Linked DNA regions of Macaca mulatta: region 1 is linked to region 2. Evidence: chromatin contacts called from public Hi-C data. All regions are on one chromosome and are shown on one strand. The core of a region is the stretch at or near the end of the contact, and the rest is flanking DNA. Distances in the headings are between cores, read along the strand shown. Region 1 holds the start of BAK1 (BCL2 antagonist/killer 1). Region 2 holds the start of UQCC2 (ubiquinol-cytochrome c reductase complex assembly factor 2).

Evidence for each region. A called contact is a pair of places that touch in the nucleus more often than the background predicts.
Region 1: a contact with region 2 is called in a Hi-C map of fetal cortical plate, with 2.1 times the contacts expected there. The contact joins the promoter of BAK1 here to the promoter of UQCC2 in region 2. A contact is called at or near these places in 8 of 14 Hi-C or Micro-C datasets (CD4 T cells, blood, cortical neurons and 4 more).

Annotation. Positions count from the first base shown.
Region 1 is chr4:148,703,988-148,709,814 of T2T-MMU8v2.0, reverse strand. BAK1 (BCL2 antagonist/killer 1) reads right to left here and starts at 3,411. Exons shown (of 6, transcript NM_001266731.1): 1 at 3,198-3,411; 2 at 728-828. The coding sequence starts at 797.
Region 2 is chr4:148,565,946-148,571,377 of T2T-MMU8v2.0, reverse strand. It overlaps UQCC2 (ubiquinol-cytochrome c reductase complex assembly factor 2), which reads right to left and starts at 2,387. Exons shown (of 4, transcript NM_001194866.3): 1 at 2,225-2,387. The coding sequence starts at 2,362.

The DNA of each region.
Region 1 (5,827 bases), core at 2,162-4,661, 140 kb before region 2:
AGGCAATCTCCAGATTTCAGGGGGAAAATGACACAGGGTGTCTAACGTGTGCAAGATCATATAGCCAGAACAAGCCGGGGAGCTGGGACAGTCCCGGGCATTTGGGCTCTTGAGTCTACGTTAGTACATCTCAGCTCCGCAGCCCTTTGTGTGCAGGGAAATGTGGGAAACAAAATCTGAAATTGTAGCCTCAACCCAGAAAAGTCACACAGGGAGATAGTGACAGACCTGGGAGCTGATTCCCAAGTCCAGGGAACAGCCCACCGTGGGGTGTGAGCTGGGGCTTCCCTGGCTGTCCCCTGGGAAGAAGGAAGGAGGGCAGCCATCTTACTTCCTCCCCAAGTCACAATAATTGCGTTCCCTGTTGAGCAGACCTGACTGGGTGATTGGCCAGCTTACTTCCTTATTTCTCCAGCTGGAGGGATACAGCAGCCAGACCTCACTCTACTTCCTGCCTCCCTCGCCCCTGACCCCGCCCTCTGCTCCGGTGGCACTGTGCCCACCTTACACTCACTTCCTGGCCTCTCCCAACCTCCAGGCCCTCCCCAGTCCAGACTCCTCCCCCTCCCAGGCTTAACCTTGACAGCAGCTTCAGCCTCTGAGCCCGTGGGTTCCCACCCACAGTGGGTGAACCGAGGTGAAGGAGCCTGCCTCTGAGTCCTGCTCCTTCCATCCTTATGACAGCACTCATGGTTATGGGATGGGTGAGGGGCAGGAAGACCCTTACCAGAAGCAGAGGGCAGGGCAGGCTCTCCGCATTCCTGCCTGGGAGGACCTGGGCCTTGTCCCGAAGCCATTTTTCAGGTCTCAGTGGAGGACGGGGTCAGCCTGCGGGGATGGGCGAGAAAAAGCAGAGATGGGGTGAGCATGGACCTGTGACTGGGGACCCCAGACAGGTTGCCATGTCCACATAGGAGAGAGGGTTCCCCATTCCCAGAAAGGCCCTCAGTCCTCTGGGACTTTGGCCAGGCTGGTCTCAAACTCCTGACCTGTGAGTCTGCCTCTGCTTTCCAAAGTGCTGGGATTACGGGTGTGAGCCACTGTGCCTGGCTTCCTCTGGGACTTTTTATTCTCACTCCAGCATGGGTCCCAGTGAAGTCTGCTGGGAGGAAACAACTTCTGAGCACTTCACTGGTGACCCTTCGAGGGAGACAGGGTAAGAAGGTGAGGCAGCCAAGGGCAGACTGAGGTATCTGCACCCTCGAGGAGAGTGTGGCTGCAGCAGTGCCCGCTGGCTCTCAAGCTCATACCACTCCTGGGGCAAGAGCCTGGGGGGTTTTAGCTGTTCCTGGGGCCTCCTGCAGCCCACCTAGCACATGCTTATTGCAAGCGAGCCACTGCCCAGCCAATGGCCCATGAAGGCTGCCCTCAGAGGCCCTACTTCCCTCTGGCTGGTCAGAACACACCTGTTTTTTAACTCTGGGCTGTTAGCCGCAAACATTTCCTGAGAGCCTAAGATATACTCTCCCACTTAGGAGCACTCTGGGTGTTGAACATTGAAAACTCACATGAACCCAGCAGGGTGAGCACCATCATACCCACTTTGCAGCCTGGAAAAGTGAGGCATAAAGAGTTGAGTGCCCGAGGTCACATCATTAGTGACGGAAAGTCGGGTTGTTTGTCTGAATCTCCATGAGTCCATGTACTCAACAAGCATTTAAGATTTCTTCTTGTTTGTGGACCTCAGAGGGTGTCCCTTCTCAGGGCAACTTTCCCTGTTTACCTCCTGCCTGTGCCTTCCTCACCCCTGCCTTGCAGTGACCGGAGGGAGCCCTCAGGATCAGGGCCTTCTTCGAAGCCCCACAACCTGCCTCGTATTCCCACCACACACCTAGTCTTCTGTCCCCAGCCAACTTTCCTCTTTGCCTGGTCCTGACCGCAGCACCAACGTGCTGTGACCCCTCATCAGGGCGTTTCCTGGATGTCAGCTGTTTCACTTTCAGTTTGCACCCCTCCCAGAGCCCCATTTCCCCAGGCACCCTCCGGCCCTCAGAAGGAAAGCGCCCTCCTCCTATCTCAGAGGGAGGGGGTGTGCAGCCCCACCCTGGGCCAAGCACACAGCCCCACCCCCACCGCCCAGGGCCTGGGGACCTTCGCCCACCCTCCTTCCGCTAGGCCTGGGAGTGTTTTCGAAACTGCCCCAAGAGCTCTCGAGAAGGGGTGGAGGAGGACTGGACCACCTGTGCCCTCACCCAGCTCCCCACTCCTTGCTCTGCCGGACACGGACAGGGCGAAGGCAGACTCTCCTTTCCTCCACCTCTAGGGGCAAGGCCTTGTTAAAACAGAACTTTGCAGCCGGGCACAGTGGCCCACGAGGTCAGGAGTTCAAGACCAGCCTGGCCAACATAATGAAACGCCGTCTCTACTAAAAATACAAAAATTAGCTGGGCATGGTGGCGCACGCCTGTAGTCCCAACTACTCGGGAGGCTGAGGCAGGAGAATCGGTTGAACCTGGGAGGCAGAGGTTGCAGTGAGCCGAAATCGCGCCACTGCACTCGACCCTGGGCAACAGAGTGAGACTCTGTCTCAAAAAACAAAAAATAAAACCCCCACCCCCCCGGAGCTCCTTAAATAAGATGGCCTTCCTTCTTCCCCAGTCTCCAGAACCCAGCACCCTCAGGACAGTAGGGCCAGAGGATGCTGACGGCACCCCCAACTCCCTCTACCAACAACCCAGGCTCCTGAGGGGAGCAGGTAGAGCCTCAGGACACCCCCCAAGGCCAGCAACCTATGCTGACTCAGGCCTAGCTCTGTCCCCCAATCCAAGTGGCCTAAATTCCCGGTGAGGGGAGCCACCCCCGACTTCCTGGGCTTGCTGGGCCCTGATGAATGTTCCCCAGGGATACATGCCTGGCCAGGCCCTGGACCCAGTCTAGGGATGTTGGGCAGCAGGAAGCGCTGAGAAAGTTCTCTCTCTGCCCTTGACCTTGGCTCTGACCTCCACCCCCATCTCCCAGACTGTTAAAGGACCCAGTTCTCACAGTTCTCCGGCATCCAGGGCTGGGGCAAGAGGGGAAGCTGTGAGGGGCAGCCAGAAGTAGGCTTGCCACGATCAGGTCCCCAGCCGGGCAGGCGGACCTGCCCAGGTAAGCTTTGAGCTTCCCCTTCCCCACCCGGCTCCTGGCAGGCTCCCTGCCCCACCCTGGGGCTGGGGCTGCTGAGATTTGGGAGGACGGGCAGGACCCTTCCAGCTTACCTGCCAGGATCCTGGCCCAACCCGGGTGGCTCAGCAGGGCAGAGAGAGAGGTCCCGAGGGGCTGGCGGCTGCTGCTCCCAGGGGCTGAGTGGGAGCTCGGCTTCCAGGAACAGGCGTCAGTGCATTCCTGGCATCTGGATGTAGCCTTTGCTTGTCCCTGTGCTGCCGAGGGACCCGCGAGACTCCAGTGATCATAGAGGTGCCAGCGGCAACCGGCTCCAATCAGCTCCCTCTAGAGGAAGTTGCTCTGTGGCCACCGGATGCAGACGCACAGGCCTGCAGCCCGGAGGGGTGATCTGGGTGGGCCAGGCCCAGGAGCAGCTCCCGCCCACTTTCCCCACCCCACCTCCCAGCCAGGCAGAGCGGCTGTCAGTGGCCCACTGCTTTTCCCATCCCTGATTCTCAATCCTTGTCTTTGATCTTCTCCCCCATCTCTACATCAATCAATACCAATAAAAAACCCAGGGTGAGAAGTTTCTTAAGCACTGCTGCATGCCTGGCACTTTAGCAACTATTGTCTCGTTGGATCTTCTCAACAACTCTTGTAAGTGAGTGCTGTTGACAATACCCATTCAGATGAACAAACAGAGGCTCAGCTGGTTTAAGGTGCTCTCTAAAGGTCACTGAGCTGGGTTAATAATCAGTTCTGGGCCGGGCGTGGTGGCTCATGCCTGTAATCCCAGCACTTGGGGAGGCTGAGGCGGGCGGATCACTAGGTCAAGAGATTGAGACCATTCTGGCTAACAAAATCAGCTGGGCGTGGTGGGCGGGTGCCTGTAATCCCAGCTACTTAGAAGTCTGAGGCAGGAGAATCGCTTGAACCCGGGAGGCGGAGGTTGCAGTGAGCCAGGATCGCACCATTGGACTCTAGCCCGGGGGACGGTGCAAGACTCCATCTCAAAAAAAAAAAAAAAAAAAAAAAAAAATAGTAATAATCAGTTCGGGCCGGGCGCGGTGGCTCAAGCCTGTAATCCCAGCACTTTGGGAGGCCGAGACGGGCGGATCATGAGGTCAGGAGATCGAGACCATACTGGCTAACACGGTGAAACCCCATCTCTACTAAAATACAAAAAAAATTAGCCGGGCGAGGTGGCGGTTGCCTGTACTCCCAGCTACTCGGGAGGCTGAGGCAGGAGAATGGCGTGAACCCGGGAGGCGGGGCTTGCAGTGAGCTGAGATCCAGCCACTGCACTCCAGCCTGGGCAACAGAGCCAGACTCCGTCTCAAAAAAAAAAAAAAAAAAAAAAATCAGTTCTGTAGTCGCGTTGGGGAATACTAATACTAAATTGAGATTCAACCTGCAATTCAGACCTGTGCACCATGCACCTTGGTGGTCTCTGGAGATCTGAAATCCTGAAGGTGATAGTGAAGTAAACGGAGATTAAAACTCAATAGAGGCCGGGCACGGTGGCTCACGCCTGTAATCCCAACACTTTGGAAGGCCGAGGTGGGAGGATTACTTGACCCCAGGAGTTCAAGACCAGCCTGGGCAACAAAGGGAGACCATGTCTCTACAGAAAAAAAAATTAAAAACTAGCTGGGTATGGTGGTTCACACCTGTGCGTGTGGTGGTCCCAGCTACCTAGGATACTGAGGCAGGAGGATCACCTGAGCTGAGGAAGTTGAGGCTGCAGTGAGCCATGTTTGCACCACTGCATTCCAGCCTGGGTGACAGAGCAAGACCCTGTCTCAACAACAACAACAAAAAAGGCAGCCAGCTGTGGTGTGTCACGCCTATAATCCCATCACCCCTCCAGGCTGCCTATAATCCCATCCCAGCCATTTGGGAGGCCAAGGCAAGAGAATCGCTTGAGGCCAGGTGCAGGAGTTCCAGGCCAGCCTGGGCAACAGCAATACCCTGCTTATATGGAAAAAAAAAAATTAGCAAAGCATGGTGGTGTATGCCTGTGGTCTTAACTACTGGGGAGGCTGAGGTGGGAGGATTGCTTGAGCCCAGGAGGTTGAGGCTGCAGTGAGCTGTGATCGTACCAGGGCAACAGAGGGAGAGTTCTGTCTAAAAAAAAAAAAAGGCCGGGCATGGTGGCTCCCGCCTGTAATCCCAGCACCTTGGGAGCCCTAGGCAGGCAGATCACCTGAGGCCAGGAGTTCAAGACCAGCTTGCCCAACACAGCGAAACCCTGTCTCTTTTAAAAATACAAAAAAGGGAGGCCGAGGCAGGCGGATCACGAGGTCAGGATATCGAGACCATCCTGGCTAACATGGTGAAACCCCCATCTCTACTAAAAATACAAAAAAATTAGCCAGGCATGGTGGCGGGTGCCTGTAGTCCCAGCTACACGGGAGGCTGAGGCAGGAGAATGGCGTGAACCCAGGAGGCGGAGTTTGCGGTGAGCCAAGATCACGCCACTGCACTCTGGCCTGGGCAGCAGAATGGCAACAGAATGAGACTCTGTTTAAAAAAAAAAAAAAATGGTCAGGTGCAGTGGCTCACGCCTGTAATCCCAGCACTTTGGGAGGCCGAGGCTGGCGGATCACCTGAGGTTGGAAGTTTGAGACCAGCCTGACCAACATGGAGAAACCCCATCCCTATTAAAAATACAAAATTAGCCAGGCGTGGTGGCACATACCTGTAATCCTAGCTACTCAGGAGACTGAGGCAGGAGACTCGC
Region 2 (5,432 bases), core at 1,138-3,637:
CTTCTCTTTGTCTAGTTCTGCTACATCTGAAACTATATTCAGACAATTGTCTCATGAGCCACAACCAATTATTTACTTATCCATTCAGACATTTACTGAGTGTTTTTTATGGGCCAAGGACTATGCTAGACACTGGTAGGGGAGAGGGGGAAAGATAAAAATGGCATCATCTCTATTTTCAGGAAGCTCATACTAAAAACATGCAGGGAGTACAGCTTTAGGAAGCTCACGGGGTTTGTAGAATTGGGACTAGATAAGATTCTTGCCTTAAAGATCTTTCCACTTTGGGCCAGTGAAGACCACCATGAACAATGGGAGGGCCCTGGGTGTCGTATAACCTGGGCCAGACACGCCCCAGGCTGTCAGCCAATCAGCAGTCCAGTCACAATGATGCCACTGGGCGTGCTCCTGCTCCTTTAGGTGGGCTGGCTTGGCTCTGTTTTGGGCTAAGCTAAAAAAAAAAAAGACCATGTTCCTTCTTTGACAGGTCTTGGCCAAGTTTCGCAAGTCATTTCTTCAGACTGTGTGTGTATGTATCTCATTTCATTTCTGGTCTCTTGCCCGAGCCCCAAGCTCAAATATAGCACGCCTACTTGACATTGCCACTAGGAAATCAGTGTACTTGGCATCTCAGGTTTAACCTGCTTAACACCGAACTCAAGATATTCTTCCTACACTTTACCTATTCCTGCCTCAGTAAATGGCACCATCTTAGACCTAGATGCTCAGGCCAAAAAAAATCTAGGTGCTATCTTTGGTTCCTCTCTTTTCCTTTATCCCACATCCCACATATCAGCAAGTCCTGCTGACTCAACCTGCACATAACCTGAATCCAGCCACTCCCATCTTCTGTGCTGCCATCCTCATCCAACCCCCCACCATCGCTCGCTTATAGTACCATAATCGGCTTCTCTCCAGCCTCCTTGCTTTTTTGTTATTGCCCCCTATAGCCCACTCACCACATAGAACCAGAATAGTCTTAAAAAAAGTAAATTGGGGCACATCAGTCCCCTCACTAAACATCCCCAGTGACTTCTCACTGGCCTTACAATGAGGTCTAACAGCTAATCAGAGCAGATAATAACCTACTGTGCCTGGCTCCTGACCTCCACCTTAGCAAACTCCACCTTACTCACTACCCTGCAGCCATTCTGGCTTTCTTTCTGTCCTGGAACATGTCAATCTGCCTCCTGCCTTTGGGCATGCGCAGTGTCTGGAATGTCCTTCCCGCCAAGTGTACATGGCTGGCTCATCCTCTTGCCTTAGGTCTTACCTATGTGTCATCTCCTCAGAAAGACCCGACTAATAACATTACTCTTTTATCATGCTACCCTATTTTCTACTGATCACAGTACTTATCTGTCTTATGTAGACCTACTTGTTTATTGTGTCCTGAACTACAATGTAAAACTTCATGCGGGCAGGACTTCACCTGTTTAACACTGCTGTTTCCCTAGCACTGCTCCAGGCATATGGTAGGTGCTCAATAAATACGAGCTATATGAACGAATGAATCGCAGAGCTGCAGCGCCAACCTGGAGAGCAAGAACGTAGGCCTACTACTCACACACAGCTACGTGAGCTGAGGACCCAAACCTGCTGCACAGGCTTACAGGGCTCAGGAAGAACGCAAACGCTTAGCCGGGACCTGCAGAGTTTACTGGGGATTAGCTCAGTCAATACACAACACTGCGAGATAATGAGGTAACGTTACAGTGACACGGGAGCAAAAAGCTGAGGCTGTCACCAGCTGCCACTGGTGTTGTGGATCTCAACTGTCTGCACCTTGAATCACCTGGAGAGCTTTTAAAACACTGAGGTCAAGATCCCACCCCTAGAGATTCTGTATCTTAAGTTTTTGTTTGTTTTTTGATTTGCGGAGACGGAGTCCCACTATGTTGCCCAGGCTGACCTCCTGGGCTCAAGCGATCCTCCCGCCTCCGCCTCTCAGAGTGCTGGGATTATAGGTGTGAACCACCGCGCCCGGCCCATCTGGAGTTTTAAAAAAGCTTCCTCGGCAATTCCAAGGTGCAGCGGGGGGAGAGCGCTGAGTAGAAAGGGCGTAGCTCTCAGTAGCTCCCTGGGGAGAAACGGGGGTCTGCGCTCACGTGCGGCCTGGAAGGAGGACGCGCGCATGCGCAGATCCCGCTGATAGCGCGCTAGCTGGCCCCGCCCCTGCCTCGTCCTTTCCTCCCCTCGTCCCAGCCGCCTCCCCGCCGGTCACCTGGGTATTCTCTCCCTCCCGAAAGGCCTGTGCTACCCGCTGTCGCAGGTAAGCGCCCAAGTCCCGGCCCCGTTTGGTCTCGTCCACTGGCCATTCCTCACAGAGCTTAAGAAAACGCCGGTACCGGCTGGCCGCCATTTTGGGCCCCGTGTGTTCCCGCCTTAGGGGGAGGAGTCGCCGCCAATGGATGGTACTTGCGCACTAAGTCTCGCCGCCTTAGGAGTGGGGCGGGAGGCCGAAGTGGGCATGCGCGACTTTGCAGGCGCCCAGTTACTCTCCGGATAGGGGCGCTGCTCGCCTTTCTCTGCAAAGCGAGCTAATTCAGTCGTCCTCCTCCTGGAACCGGCCCAGCTCCCAGGGGCAAGGCGGACGTGGAGTACCTGAGGGACAGCTTTGCTTCTCTTTTTCAATGACTGCACAAGCTTGAGACTAAAAAACCCTCCTCCGAGGCCTCCGCTGTTTTGCATAAACCAATACATTTGCATGTAAATACAGGTTACTGGATGAAGATGTGTTTGAATGTTGTTCGTGTGTGCCCCTGTACCTGTCACTATCCCTTGGTACTCTGCCGCAGTTCCTTCTTTAGTGCTTCCTAGTTCTTGTTCCTCTCTGTCCAGTCCCTGCTAGTATCCCTTCTGTTCCCCCCTTCCTACCCCTCATAAGCCAAACATTTTTCTCTGGGAGGCCCAGGTTTTCTAGAATGAGCAATGCGAACTGGGTTGATTCAGAAAAACTGTTTTTTTGTTTTTTTTTTTTTTTTACAATTTATTAATTTTGTATTGTGGTAAAATACGCATAACAAAATTTACTATCTTAACCATTTTGTTTTAGACAAGGTCTTGCTATGTGGCCCATGCTGGTCTCAAACTCCTGGGCTCAAGTGATCCTCCCACCTTGGCCTCCCAAAGTGCTGGGATTACAGGTGTGAGCCACCACACCTGGCCTTAACCTTTTTTTTTTGAGATAGAGTCTTGCTCTGTCACCCAGACTGGAGTGCAGTGAATGGCGCAACCTCTGCCTCCCGGGTTCAAGTGATTCTCCTGTCTCAGCCTCCGGAGTAGCCGGGATTATAGGCGGCCCGCCACCATGCCCGGCTATGTTTTGTATTTTTAGTAGGGATGGCGTTTTGCCATGTTGGCCAGACTGGTCTGGAACTCCTGACCTCAGGTGATCCGCCTGCCTCGGCCTCCCAAAGTGCTGGGATTACAGGAGTGAGCCACGGTGCCTGGCCAGCCATTTTTAAGTGTACAGTTCATAGGTATGAAATAGCACTGAATAATATTGTGCAGCCATCACACCATCTCCCTAACTCTTGTAAAACTGAAACTCTATACTCATTGAACAATAAATCCCCATTCCCCCCTCTCCCCCCAGCCCCTGGCAACGACCGTTCTATTTTGTCTGTATGATTTTGACTACTCTAGGTACCTCATGTAAGTGGAATCCTGCAATATTTTTGCGACTGGCTTATTTTGCTTAGCATAATATCTTCACCTCAAGGTTCATTCATTTTGTAGTATATGTCAGAATTTCCTTCCTTTTTAAGGCTGAGTAATACTCCGTTGCGTGTATGTGCTACATTTTGTTTATGCATCCATTGATAGACACTTAGGTTGCCTCCATGTTTTAGCTCTTGTGAGTAATGCTGCTATGAACATGGATGTACAGACATCTCAAGACTTTGCTTTCAACTCTTTTGGTATATACCCAGAAGTGGAATTGCTGGATCATATGGTAATTCTATTTTAAGTTTTTTGAGGAACTGCCATACTGTCTTCCACAGCAGCTGCACCATTTTACACTCCCACCACCAGTGCACAAGGGTTCCAATTTCTCCACATCCTTACCAACATTTGTTATTTTCTGGTTTTTTGATAGTAACCATCGTAATGGGTGAGAGCTGTATCTCAATGTAGCTTTGACTTGTGTTTCTCTAATGATTAGTGATATTGAGTATCTTTTTATGTGCTTAGCCATTTGTATATCTTCAGAGAAATACCTGTTCAAGTCCTTTACCTGTTTTTAATCAGGTTTTTTTTGTTGTTGTTGTTATTGAGTTTTAGGAGTTCTTTGTATATTCCAGATATTAATTCCTTGACAGCTATGTGATTTCAAAATACTTTCTCCCGTTAAAATGTGTTTGTTTTACCAAGTCTTCTCTTATATGTCTCTACCTACATCACCATGTGAACTGATTTTTGTTCTCAAAAGACTGTCCCACCATCTGCATTTTTCATAAGGAAGCCTCAGTGTATCTCTACTGTCCTGTATTTAGCCAAGACCATCCAATGTGTACAAAACTTTGCTTCCTCCAAACCTTTTCCTTCTTGCCCTACCTACATTTTAAAGGTAAATCTAGGAGAGTCCTGCCTTCAAGAAGTTGACAGCCAAGTCTGGGAATGTGTACATAACCAGGACATGAAGTTACAGATGACAAGAGCTTTAACTGAAGTGTTAGACAATGCTAGAGAGTTTGGAGAAACACAGGCCTGCTGTTCAGAGGAGAGTGGGAGAAGATCAGGGATGGCTCCAAGAACAACCAGAGGCAGGCCTGGGGTGGCAGTGGGAAAGAGAGGGAGGAGTTTAATTTGAGGAAAGATCAGTGGGTGATTTTAACTCGAATGACTTTAACTGTTCCGAAGATGTTAAGAGTAAACCACTGAAGGAAAACCTCTGGGGACCAGAATGTGTGATGCCCGCCTGAGGTAAGGAGAGTTCAGGGGGAGTGGAAAATGAGGCGCCCAAGGACACCTCCTCCAGAAAGCTCCCCTGATTAACCTCCCCAGGTTCCCAGCCCAACAGTCTCTCCCTGCTCCATCCTCACCTCATAGCCATGTAGTTTTGATGACAGCCCTGAGGTACAAAGGACAAGAATTGTATCTATTATCAAAGTCCAGGCACCTAGGGCTGTGCTGGCTGCCCCGAGGTGCTCTCATAGCTGTAACTTTAAAGAGCACCTGGCTGGTCCACATCTGTCCTGGAAGGCAGGGCCAAGGTCCCTCTGTCTTAGGCAACCAAAAAGTAACATTAGGTGGCAGCAAATGGTTTTCATTCTGCTTGAGGTGCAAGGACAATGAGAGGTTGAGAAGAACGCTGGGCTCCAGAGGAAGCGCAAACAGATGCTTCCTCTTAAGGTGCTCCCTTCCCCTGTACCCTAGCTGCTTCTCGCTCAGGCTGTGATAGTCCCTGGTTCTGACTGCCCTGCCCA